Regions from separate parts of the Hordeum vulgare genome. Here all the other regions are linked to region 2. The links are chromatin contacts, called in public Hi-C maps. All regions are on one chromosome and are shown on one strand. Each heading gives the region's core, a stretch centred on a gene start, on an enhancer-like site or on the middle of the called end of the contact. The rest is flanking DNA. Distances are from core to core; before and after follow the strand shown.

Region 1 (4,574 bases), core at 830-3,329, 250 kb before region 2:
TCCGGAACCCATTCGCCACTTCCGGTACACTGCCGATAATGCCCGAAAACCTTCCGGAATCCAAACACCAACTTCCTATATATCAATCTTCATTTCCGGACCATTCCGGAACTCCTCATGACGTCCGGGACTCCGAAGAAAACTTCGGTCACCAACACGTATAACTCAACTATACCAAAATGTCACCGAACCTTAAGTGTGCAGACCGTGCGGGTTTGAGAACTATGCAGACATGACCTGAGACACTCTCTGGTCAATAACCAACAACGGGACCTGGATGTCCATATTGGTTCCTACATATTCTACGAAGATCTCTATCGATTGAATCTCTATGTCAAGAATTCATATAATCCCGTATACTATTCCCTTTGTCCTTCGGTATGTTACTTGCGTGAGATTCGATCGTCGGTATCTCTTTACCTAGTTCAATCGTGTTACCGGCAAGTCTCTTTACTCGTTCCATAATACAAGATCCGGTAACTAACTCATTAGTCACGTTGCTTGCAAGGCTTATTGTGATGTTGTATTATCGAGTGGGCCCCGAGATACCTCTCTGTCACACGGAGTGACAAATCCTAGTCTTGATCCATGCCAACCCAACAAACACCTTTGGAGATACCTGTGGAGCACCTTTATAGTCACTCAGTTACGTTGCGACGTTTGATAACACACAAGGTATTCCTCCGGTGTCCGGAAGTTGCATGATCTCATGGTCATAGGAACAAATACATTGATATGCAGAAAATAGTAGCAATAAACTGACACGGTCATATACTACGTTTATAGTTTGGGTCTTGTCCACCACATCATTCTTCCAATGATGTGATGCCGTTATCAAGTGACAACACTTGTCTATGGCCACGAAACCTTGACCATCTTTGATCAACGAACTACTCAACTAGAGGCTCACTAGGGACAGTGTGTTCTCTATGTATCCGCACATGTATTTGAGTTCCCAATCAATACAATTCTAGCATGGATAATAAATGATTATTATGAACAAGAAAATATAATAATAACTAATTTATTATTACCGCTAGGGCATATTTTTAACAATAATATCTTAAGATTAACGAAGTCGTCACATACACATTCATAATCAACAAGAATGTTTTTCTTTCATTAAACACACATCGTCAAAAGAAATAAATAAATTGAAAAAAATGTGAGCACCAATGTCATATCAAAGACTTGAACACTTACAACATGAGATACCATTGTCTTTCTAACTATCCAATCATAAATTATTTTATGATGTGCATGTAATTTAGAAGCTGTGAATATGCTTAAAGGTAAAAAGAATTTAGGGCATCTTCAAAGGAGATCTGCAAAGGTTCAATAGTTGTTGTCCGCATCACTTTTACCAAATTTGTCATCAATTAGGATCTTTATCTATCCGTGAAGTGGTTTGGACGTTTTTTTTACAAGATTTTTTTTGATCAATTCATCAACTAAGAATGCAGTACATAGAATACTAGAAATAAAGTTTATATCTATGTCGATAGACCATCTAGCGACGACTATAGTTACTAAAGCAAACCGAAAGCGTGTTGCTGTCGTCGACCCTTCATCATTAGTTTTAGAAAAAAAACTTTGTTATAATAGACAGTTCAGAATGAAATCAAACTGGAGAGCTATACGGGTCCCAAATAACATTGGATATGGGTTTCTTTTATATGGCGTTCGTGAATCACGTCCAGACATAAAAAACGAATATTTAACGTGTGAGCTTCGAGTCATTTCATTGTCGACCTGTAATGCAAAATAGAAATCGGCGTCTCATTGTGAGCGCGGTTAGTAAAGCGATTCAGTTTTTGTTTTCGGATTCTGCTGAACTAGTATTCACCGAGCGTTGGAGTCGAGCCGTGGATGCTTCTCTTCTAACCCATAAGTCAGTACGTGGCACCGCCGAACAGACGGGTCGCCATCCTGGGATGAGGATCAGGACGCGCTTGCCCGTCTGGCGAGACCGACCGGCCACGCGAACCCCGCGGGGTTTGGCCTCACCTCACCTGGTCGACTAGCGGCCGCGCGTGCATACGCAGCTAGCGGCGCCGCTAAAAGGGCGCCGGCACGCGGACATGTACTCGCTGTCCCAGCCGCGTTCCCGCGAGCGCTGCCCACTGAGAAGGGGTGACTGTGCATGTATGTCTATAGAATAGAATATCGTCTTTGTCGTACTAGTAGTACTAGATCATCATCTTCATCTTGTTGATACGTCACGTAGCCGCTTAGGACCAAATGATGTGCTTTCTTCGACTGCTGGACAATCATTATCCTGAGTGTGTTCCATATCAAAATCAAGGAGTGCAGCGGCAGTGCAGACAATACGCTGTGCGTTTACACTGCCGATGCACGTGCTCCGACCACAAAAGGAAACTGCTGTCCTAAGAGGATCTCCAACACCAAGGCAACAGCCGTTTTTACGCGTGATCAGTCACTTGCTTCACCAAAGGCTGCCACACGCCAGCGTGCCGCTTTAGCAGGTAGTGTAAAATCAAGCACGTGTCCAACAAAAACAACCGATTTCCATGGCCGCGCCATGCTGGCCACGGTGTGGGGGAGGTGGTCTGTGGTGTCGTCTGAGGTCTTGGTTCGAGCTGTGCCCGCGCAGTGTGGGGTGGACAGAAGCCAGGTCCGCGTGGAGGTGACGCATCCGACGGACTTCTTCATCATCTTCGCGTCCACGGAGATCTGCGATCGTGTTTTTGCCCGCTTGGGCCGGTTCCGCTGTGGTGGCGAGCCGTGAGGTTCCATGGCATATGAGCGCGCTGGCCTCGAGTGTGACGCGGTCGGGCAGCTTCTAAACAATCTTGGGAGGCAACTGGTGGAAATCCTCCTATCAGATGACCGCTGGCAGCTCGATGTGACCGCGTGGCTGCGTAATCCCTCCGGCGTCTTCAAGCTGTACGATCTGAAGGTGCGAGAGCCGACATGGAGGCCAAACTCCGTGGACGAAGACCTTCCTTTCACGCCAGATGCCCCGACGCCTCCGACTGACCGGCGCACCCTCATCCATCACCTCACCATCCGTGTGCTGGATGTGGTGGATAAGAAGGTGCCTTTCATGAAGCTCCGCCTGGACTTCGAGCCCGACGACGATGAAGACCTGACTCGACGCCACGACTACTCTAGGAGCTGGTACCGGGGCGAATCGATGACACTGGACGCGGCAGCTGACCGTGCTCTGGTGGTCAACATTTCGGTAGACCGGACGGCCCCGGGATCGCCGGTGAGTGGGGAGGTGGGCAGAGGTTGAACGGCCTCTTCCTCCTGCTAGTGGGATTGCGTCTCCGTTCCTCCAGGGACCGGGCTCGGCGGCCAGGTCGGGCGCCACGGGCACGACCTCCGGCGCGGTGGTCTCTCGTGCGCTGACTCCGGCGTGCCCTCGTGGGCCGGCTTTGGCCTCGGTGAAGAGGTCGGGCGCCACGGTCGGGGCCTCCGCCACAATGATCACTCCTGCGCTGGCATGGTCGGTGTCGGAGACGGTCGTGGGCTCTGTGCCGGTGGCTCGACCCCTGCTGGGGGCTTGACCTTGCTATTGGTGCGGCCCACGCCTAGGCGGTTGTTCATGAGCCCGGGGCGCTCATCGGGTGAACCGCTGGTTCTAGGAACACCATCGCTTCCCCTTGGGTCGCGGTGGGTGTCGTGCTTCCCTTGTTCCATCCAGACGGGAGAGGACCCCCGGGTCGCCGTCTGCTAGGCGGTACCCCGAGGCACCCCTCGGCTTCGAGAGAGGATCGACCGCGGCCGTGAGCCCAACGTGATCTCCTCCTCGCACTCCGATCGCCTAGTCGCTCCTTCCGCATCAGCTGCTCCCTCCTACCGGTCCGCAACTCCCACTCTCGGCTACGGACTCGCTACTCGGGGGCTTGGAGTTGCCAGCTCCTACCTCCATCCTGGGTCAGAGGCGAGTCAAGTCAGTGCTGGTGAGGAAGAAGCGTGAACTGCCACCTGGTTTTGCTCCTAGGCAAAGTGAGCGCATGTGCAAGATCGGATGTGGGCGCGTCTTGGGTCGGTGGAGCGGGCGAGACTGTGCTGGTGTGCAAGATGGGAGTTATTCAGCCGGAAGAGTGACTCTCAGAACATGCGTTGACTAAGTATCTCATGCTATTCGACAAACCGCTCGCCCCCCATCATGGCAAGGCCGCCACGGTGCTATTTGTGCAAGCAGAGGATCTGTTCGTTGAGCCGGACCATGCTGGCCAGGGCGCTCTCTTGCTGCCGGATCAGGCGGAGCCTTGCGGGGCTTGACTTTTGGCGTCTGCTTCCTGAGGGTGCTTTGTGAGTTCTCCATGTCGTTACACTTGCTAGTATGGAATGCCCGAGGTCTTAATAACCCGGCTAGGTGGAGTTCGCTCAAGTTGTTTGTGCAACCCTATGATGTCTCATGTGTGTGTGCAAGAATCTAATTAGCTTCAGTGGATCCGCTTCTGATCAGCCAGTGTCTTGGTCCTGCCTTTGATGGGTTTGATTTTCTGCCGCCCGATGGTACGAGAGGTGGAATTCTTTTGGCATGGCGCTCCGACATATTGTGTTGGTTGTTCGTACACAAATGGGAATTCTCCATTACC
Region 2 (4,472 bases), core at 565-3,064:
CGTCGGCCAGTTACAAGCAACAAGCCAAGCCATCAGAGAGACACAGGAAAAATAACCCCAAAGAAAGTCACCAAAGCATGTAGGAAACGAACTGGGAGGGAGCGAGGGCAAGCAAGGTGAGAAGAAACAACTACAAAATGTGACTGACAACACGGTACCAGTTTGAATGAGAGTTGGCTAAGCTGCCTGCCCAACAGATGCTCCTTTTTGTTTTCAAATCGATTCCAAAATTTCTCCAAGTGCAAATAAAATAATTACAGAAAAAATTGCTTCCTATTTTTTACTTCTCAAAAAATGTAAACTTACAGAAAATTTTGCTTCCTATTTTTACTTCTCAAAAATGTAAACTTCTTCTAGGTTAACATTTCGATTCTAACTACAAATAATTATTTTTGATTTAAAAATACAGGATTTTTTGTATTGTACCTTCCAAATATAATTTAAATGTTATAGAACAACTCTCAATATATTTTTGTGAAGTAAAATCACTTGATTTATATATCCTTATCTATCATTTATTGGCTCTATGTTTAATAAGTTGAATTGTCATATGACATAGGCATTGGAGCAATAGTAACTTGCATGTCACACTTTAAGATAGCATCATCGATTCGTCTAAATTCCATTCAACTCATTTACCACATATATCTTCTTTTGATTTTTTTTTGCTTTGTTCTTGTGATGTTACTCATGTAACAATAGAAACAACAACCATAAAAATATTTCATGTCAACAACAACTATAATGATAAAAGGACACATAACATGATAGACAATACAAATTAACAGTTATGCTTGTATCTCGCAACTACAAATGATACGTCATAATATCTATACCTACTAATAAAGGAAATAAATATTCTTAGTCTGTTATGCTATTTTATGAAAAAACTTCTCATGTTTCTGACGTTAAACCCGCAATACATTTTTTTTAAATACTCATATCTTCTAAACCGTAACTCTAAATTTAACATGTTATATATGGATTTTGATTAGAAAAATATGTAGAATCTGAATATGATGTTATTTTATCTCTTAACATTTTGAAATTTTTTATCTAGGATGCAATCTTAATCAATAATGCATTACTCGTTTTTCTTTCATACCGGTACTGATTTGGATTCTGGATGAACGTCTCAGCAAAATCAGGATTAGACACAAAATTAAAGATCACTTGACCGTTTCTTTGTACGTAATAAATCTACATACAAGCCGTATTTAAATAGAAAACCTGTGGAATCTTAAACTGCATTTTCGTAGGTTAAAATTATCTTTCTTTGAGTCGTAGCTACAAATACTTAAATTATAAACCACTTTTTATAAATTAAGAGTGTATATTATTTTTTTCCCGTTGCAACGTACGGATCCTTTTGCTAGTGATAAATAATGGTCGATACAAAACTAACACAGATTATATGAGATGCGTCATTGCCATGTAGGTCCCACATGTTAGATTGGTATCCACCGAGGTACCCACGGAGAAAGTTATAAGTCCATGCATGCCCAACATATGAATTTGTATACGTCCATCCGTGAAAATAGAAAAGATCCTCAAAAATCTTGACAACTGAGAAGATGGATCTCGAACCATGTTTATTGGGCTAGGGGCAAGGAATTATTATTTTTCTGTTTTAATCGTACGGACATGTTTCTTGGTACACGAAAAAGAAAGCGGAAGTTCTCCTTTTTCCTCTGCTAGTCCGTGTGGCTCAAAACGAAACAAGTTTCCTTGTCTCGCCCGCGGCGCTGCCGGTGGTCCTGACCTTGATGCCCCCCGTCAAGCCCATTCCCATCGATGCCGGTGCCGCACGTTCTATTCCTACAAGTCAACACTCCATCGCTCGCTCGTCTCATCGATAGGCACCCCAGGCATGCACTGGTGCGTCACGTTATCTCGGCGTAGATCCTATATTTGCCGCCACACACCGGCAGCACGGAATTAGCAGTGACATGCATCCATCAGATCCACCGAGTGATCGCCCACCGTGGACCCTTGGGAACCATACGTTTTACGTTGCTTACTGACTTACTGTTGCGTCGTCTACTCGACCATTTGACCGTGGGATGAGGAAACGACTACTTCGTACTTCATGCACGGCACACAAGTGAGCTACTCTACTCAGGCTCCCCGGTCCAAGCACGGGTTTTGCCATGCATGCACACGGCCGTGTAGAAAAGTTCATTTTAAACCTTGAACTCCTAATCCTTCGGTAAATCGAATCGTAAAGTCAAAATCCCTATCATTTGTACCGTGAATTTTTAAATTTCAGTCCAAATTAAACCCTGATGTCGATTTTCAAATGGGGATTGCTGACGTGGCAAAGGGATGGCTCGTATGGGTCGTTTTCGCGCGCAACTAGGTCGATAAGAGTGGGTCGGCCCAGTTTGGCCCTGTCATTTCGCTTCGTTCTCTCCGCGTCCCCTAGCATCCCTCCTCCTCTTGCGACGGCAATGGCGACTGACGGTTGATCGACGACGCAACGACGATTGTGACGACTTGAGGACGCGTCCAAGAAGAAGGCAATGATCTCGATGATCTCCTCCCCTGCTATTAGTGCTTCTTGGTTGTTGCCGCATTAGGGTTAGGGTTTTGAGCTGCAAATTTGGGGACGATATTGGTGGCACAAAAGGTTTGATTTTTGTGAAGAGGAATAGCTTCATATGCTTGATTTTGACCGCATTGTGTATTTATTTCATTTTAATCATGGACCCGGCTGAGATTTTGAATGTCCGATTTCATATTGGAGGGGAGTTCATCCACATTGGTCCAAATTGGACTATGTTGGGGGAGAAGAAGCAATGTTAGAGATTGAGAGTGAAAAGGACGTGGATGTCGCCTAGAGGGGGGTGGGGGGTGAATAGGCGCTTTAAAATAGTTAAGGTTTAGGCTTGAACAAATGCGGAATAAAACTAATGTTTAATATGTCAAGTACAAAACCTACAAACAACTAGGCTCACCTATGTGCACCAACAACTTATGCTAAGCAAGATAAACAACTAAGTGATAGCAAGATATATTACAATAAACAATATGTCTATCACAAAGTAACGTGCATAAGTAAAGGGTTCGGGTAAGAGATAACCGAGGCACGAGAGACGATGATGTATCCCGAAGTTCACACCCTTGCGGATGCTAATCTCCGTTAGAGCGGTGTGGAGGCACAATGCTCCCCAAGATGCCACTAAGGCCACCGTAATCTCCTCACGCCCTCGCACAATGCAAGATGCCGTGATTCCACTAAGGGACCCTTGAGGGCGGTCACCGAACCCGTACAAATGGCAACCCTTGGGGGCGGTCACCGAACCCGTACACGTGGCAACCCTTGGGGGCGGTTACCGGTACCCGTACAAATTGCTTGGGGCAATCTCCACAACCTAATTGGAGACCCCGACGCTTCCCGGATCTTCACACCACAATGATTGAGCTCCGAGACACCACCAAGCTTCTAGGACGCCAAAGCATCCACGAAGAACAATATCAAGGGTACTAAGTACCAAAGGTAGTAAGCTTCTCAACTTCTCACTTCCACGTATCACCGTGGAGAACTCAAACCGATGCAGCTAATGCAATGGCAAGAACACACGAAGTGGTCAAGTCCCTCACACTCAAATCCCTCCACAACAACAAAAGCTATGGAGAAATATGAGAGGAAGAACAAGGAGCTCACAAAGAACTCCAAGATCAAGGTCCAAGGGGTTCCCCTCACATAGAGGAGAAAGTGATTGGTGGAGATGTGGATCTAGATCTCCTCTCTCTTCTCCGTTAAGAACAAGCAAGAACCATTGGAGGGATTGAGAGTAAGCAAGCTCTAAGAATGTCAACAATGGAGGTAGAACAAGAGCTCAACGGATGGATGAGACCAAGGGGGAAGAAGACCCCCTTTATATAGTGGGGGAAGGAATCAGACCGTTACCCCCACTTTCTGCCCGAGCTCCAGCGGTACTACCGCTGGCACTCCAGCGGTACTACCGCTGGGCCCGTGGTAGTGCAACGGCACTACCACCGCCAAGAAAGTCTTCGCAAAAAGGTCCGTCCACGAACAACCGCTAGGCAGGCGGTACTAAGCTCCTGGAGCGGTACTACCGCTGACCAGGGGCGGTACTACCGCCAGGGCCAGCGGTACTACCGCCAACTCTAGCGGTACTACCGCCACCTCCAGCGGTACTACCGTTCGCCACTGAAACAACCATAACTTTCGCATACGAGCTCCGAATCGAGCAAACCCAGCTTGTTGGATTCAGGACGACAAGAGCTCCGAATCTTAAGACCATGCGGTTATGAAAATGCCAAAGATATAGAGATGTGAGTCCTCTATGAATGAAGAACCGGCAAAAACTCCAACATCGAAAACATCATAGTAGATGCATATGGACTCCATTTTCGATGAACTCGAGCTTGTCACGAAGATGACCATAAGCTCTAAAACTCACAAAGAGAAACACCAAACAAGAACCAAGAAGTATGATGCAAGG
Region 3 (4,122 bases), core at 426-2,925, 160 kb after region 2:
TCCTTGGTTGCAAGGGCAGAAACCAAAAGATGTGGCACCGGACATTTTCGCCCTCTCCAAGCGCAAGAAGGCATGCGTGGCACACACATTGGCAAACAATGATTGGATTGGCTGCGTCGACATACAGGGAGGGATGTCTGTTGTCCAAATACAACAATTTGTGGAGCTATGGAGCAAGGTCCAGGAGGTCCAATTACAGACGAACGTGGACGACGCCATTCGATGGAAATTCACGGCGGATGGATGCTATTCCGCCGCCACAGCTTACAGGATGCAATTTGCGGGGTTAATTAAATCAGACATGCCTAGGATGGTATGGAAGATTTGGGCGCCGCCTAAAATTAAATTATTCTCATGGCTCATCCTTCAAGACAGAGTGTGGACAGCGAATAGACTAGCCCGTAGAGGATGGCCAAATTGTGGCCTCTGTCAGCTTTGCAAAATAGAACCGGAAACTGCTACCCATCTCTTTTTTAAATGCCGCTACTCGGTCAGGATTTGGAACTCAATCAATGACTGGCTGGGGATTCCTTCACAGACCAACTCATGGGCAGATCTCCCGTCTGTCCAGAAGTGCTAGGATGCTGATGGCCTAGCCACCAGCACATGCAAAAAGGCCTTAAAATATCTGAAGATGCTAATATGCTCGGTAATTTGGAACGAGAGGAATGCCAGGGTATTTCAAAACAAGGCATCCTTGCCTGCCCATGTTGTTGCTTCTATTAAGGTCGAGGCACAATTATGGATAAAAGCTGGAGCTAAGTCTCTTGGAAACATTTTCCCGGAGGCATTTAACCTGTTTCCTATTTTGGCCTGAGTGGCCATGTAACCATAAATCTGTACTGCTCTCTTCTTAATTAATTCGATGAGGCAAATATTTTGCCTCCGTTTCAAAAAAAAATCATAACTTGTCAGAAATAGAATCTAAAAATAAAGATACCCGCATGGTTTTTTTATGGGCAATATCTAATGTGATTTATGCGAAGCAATTTTAATTAGTGACCAAGTAGAATCAATATTTTACGTACTAGAAAGCAGTTACGGAAGCAAAGAAAGTCAGCGAGGGTACCGAGCGTGTTCAGCTAAAACAGATACACGAAACAATCAATTAACGAACCAATCTAACAAACCATGTGTGGTCCATGCTAGCAGATAGAACGGCTAACATGCTTCTATTCCAATGGTCTCAAACTAGTCGATGAGAGGCAAGGGATCAGTAGTCTGATCCCTAGCGCTGTCATTATGTAATTAAATAGCACATGCTTTGGATGTGAAGGAAACCTAATTATCGGTGTGCCTGACTGAACGTCTGACAAATATGGTTCGTGTGTAGCTCTTTCGGCGGCAAGTGATTTGGCTTCACGCACTGTTTAATGCAATGCATTGATTTCAAAAAAAAAGGTACGTACGGGCTACAACTTCAGTTTGCTTCGGAAAGCTGGTACCAGGACTTTCTCAAAAGAAAAAGAAAAACTGGTAGCAGGAGACCCGCATATTTTACTCGTGCTGGAATGAATTCACCGCAGGCCGCAAAAGTGGTCAGTTAGACTGCTCAAAGTATCACATCAGAATACCTCCCAAGTCCAGAAACAAAACTCAAACCCGGTCTTGGCCATGTCTGCGTCGAGACAGATTCCTGGCGCCTTCTGCCCGGGCGCGGCGACGGCGATGGGATTCATGGCATGGGTCACGGTCACCCTGATGGGCAGAGCTCAGCATGCGTCAGCTCGTAACACGGATCTCACGCGTCTTGGTTCTTCATGTCAATCTCAGATTGATTTGTCACATTTATCCGTGCAGGCAGGGACGCAAGAGAAAAGCAATACGTGACGGCGTGCGTGGCCTGGTATCACAAATCCACGTCGCCGGATATACAGGGTATAGAATACGTGGTCCGGTGCCGACGTTGTTAGTCGGCCAACACACATCATTGTTAAGCTGTTATGATGTGACAACTGTCACACGCTCCCTCACGCGTTGATGGTTTTAGAGAATCTACACGCTCTCACTAAGACTGACTGTAGGTGCACTTATAAAAGCTAATCATAAATTTAATTGGTAACGCGTCATTTTTTACCAATGTCATTTTTTTTTTAAATAACGGTAACGTTGACATATTTGTTATGTCATTACTAATACCCATAGGGCATTTCGAACCGGTCCTCTATAACAGAGTATATTTAGCTTATATTTAACTTTTTATTTCATTAATTGGTACCTAACAGATCCCCAATACGGATTAAGGGAGCATAATTTTATTTCTTTTTCTAGAAAAGTCCTATTTATACCCACTTTGTCCTCCGTCGAGTAGAACGGTGCATTTCTTCCTTGTTGCCACTCCTGTGACGTCCTCGATTTAATCGTATGCTAATCATACACGCAATGCATACGATCAAACTCAAAGACTCACGGGAAGATATCACAACACAACTCTAAATACAAATAAAACAATATCAGCTTCATATTACAAGCCAGGGGCCTCGAGGGCTAAAATACGTAAGCTCAATAAACACACAAGTCAGCGGAAGCAACAATATCTGAGTACACGCATAAAATATGGGGTGCCTTAGAGAAGGCTAACACAAAATATACAACGATCGAACGAGGCGAGGCCTCTTGCCTGGGAACCTCCTAACTACTCCTGGTCTTCAGCGGCCTCCACGTAGTAGTAGGCACCGTCGATGTAGTAGTCGTCGTCGGCGGGAACCTCCATCTCCTGGGCTCCATTATCTCGTCGCAGCAATGGATCAAGAGGGGAAAGGGGAGCAAAGCAACGGTGAGTACTCATCCAAAATACTCGCAAGTCTTACATCAGAACTATTCTAGGTATGCATCAGTATTAAAAACAGGGTGGTTATATGTGGACCGACTGCAGCAATGCGAGAATAGAGAGAGAATGCCTAGTCCTATCGAAGACTAGCATCTTCAGGGTCTTGCAGCAATAGACGAGAGTAGAACAGGTGTAACACATTAATAGTCATATTGTTGGAGGAGTATTAAAGTGAGGTCACGCCCAGAGATCCTCCCTCGACTCCCTGCGAGGAAGCAATCCCGAGGCAACTAAATCTAGTTAAGTAAAATTGTAGTTGTATAAGATCAGGGCACAACTCCAAGTCGTCCTGTAACCGTGGACACGGTTATTCGAATAGATAAGTTCTTCCATGCAGGGGTGCACAACATATTCCCCGACGTGCTCGATAACACTCTGGCCGGACACACTTTTCTGGGTCCTACCCGGCCTCGGAATATCGACACGTCGCAGCCCCACCTAAGCTCAGCAGAGAGGCCAGCCCACCGGTCTAACTCCTAAGCACAGAGGGTTCATGGCCCCACTTCCCCTCCGCGCTCCTGCACGATGCGAGGCCGGCCGACGTCAGTCCTAGCACCCCTTAATACAAGAGCGATGCATCTCGGGACCACTCGGGCGCGCGTCACTACATCGCTAACGTTTGAAGAGCTTCGGCTGATACCGCGACGTCGAGTACCCATAATTCTTCCCACGCACAAGGTTAGTGCTTAATAAGGCCTTCCGACCAACCCATATCAAATACCCAAATCCATTATCATTTTAATTAGGCCATCGACACAATCTCGCGGGAATCCATCTGTCTTAACAACTAATCACCAATGATCCCAGTAACATGGTCGAGTAACTGTGTGGTTGTAACATCGAGGGGAATCCAAGGTAACACCCTCGTTGGATTCCAAACGATGTATCCATCAAGGTGGGCCTAGAGGAATCATCCTCGGGGGTCCCACACTTGAGGGGTTGCACGACAGAGGCATCGTCGGGAATGGTGAAGGAGGAATCACTCTTGACAACCACGACCGACTAGATGTACTACAGAGATATCATCAGGAGTACTTAGCGAGGTGTCGCCCTCGGTATCCGATAGTATCCCGGTAGCGTCATGCAACTAAGGGGGGTGTATGTGCTGTGTCGGGTCTGGCTCATCGATCAGGGATCGAGATTTGAAAGCAAAGCGGTGCAACTGGACTACGGGGTCAGAGGGGAAGGCTGCTCCACCTATACTAAGCAGTTTAAAGGTACAATACTGAAAGTAGCAGTTCATCAAAAATAGGCTATGCATCAGATATAGGAGCTAACTACAACAGTAGCAA

The links. A called contact is a pair of places that touch in the nucleus more often than the background predicts.
Region 1: a Hi-C map of leaf shows a contact between it and region 2, with 8 times the contacts expected there. The contact joins two enhancer-like sites. A contact is called at or near these places in 2 of 6 Hi-C or Micro-C datasets (leaf and seedling).
Region 3: a Hi-C map of leaf shows a contact between it and region 2, with 1.9 times the contacts expected there. The contact joins two enhancer-like sites. A contact is called at or near these places in 2 of 6 Hi-C or Micro-C datasets (leaf and seedling).

What each region holds. Positions count from the first base shown.
Region 1 is chr5H:286,263,767-286,268,340 of MorexV3_pseudomolecules_assembly, forward strand. No RefSeq gene overlaps it. Among protein-coding and RNA genes, the nearest start is that of LOC123395658, 210 kb to the right of the region's middle. Within about 2 kb of position 2,080, at least 3 of the 3 cell types and tissues checked have open chromatin away from gene starts, as enhancers often do. A contact at or near this core is called in leaf and seedling, where this site is marked.
Region 2 is chr5H:286,515,972-286,520,443 of MorexV3_pseudomolecules_assembly, forward strand. No RefSeq gene overlaps it. Among protein-coding and RNA genes, the nearest start is that of LOC123395658, 37 kb to the left of the region's middle. Within about 2 kb of position 1,815, at least 3 of the 3 cell types and tissues checked have open chromatin away from gene starts, as enhancers often do. A contact at or near this core is called in leaf and seedling, where this site is marked.
Region 3 is chr5H:286,680,781-286,684,902 of MorexV3_pseudomolecules_assembly, forward strand. No RefSeq gene overlaps it. Among protein-coding and RNA genes, the nearest start is that of LOC123395658, 200 kb to the left of the region's middle. Within about 2 kb of position 1,676, at least 2 of the 3 cell types and tissues checked have open chromatin away from gene starts, as enhancers often do. A contact at or near this core is called in leaf, where this site is marked.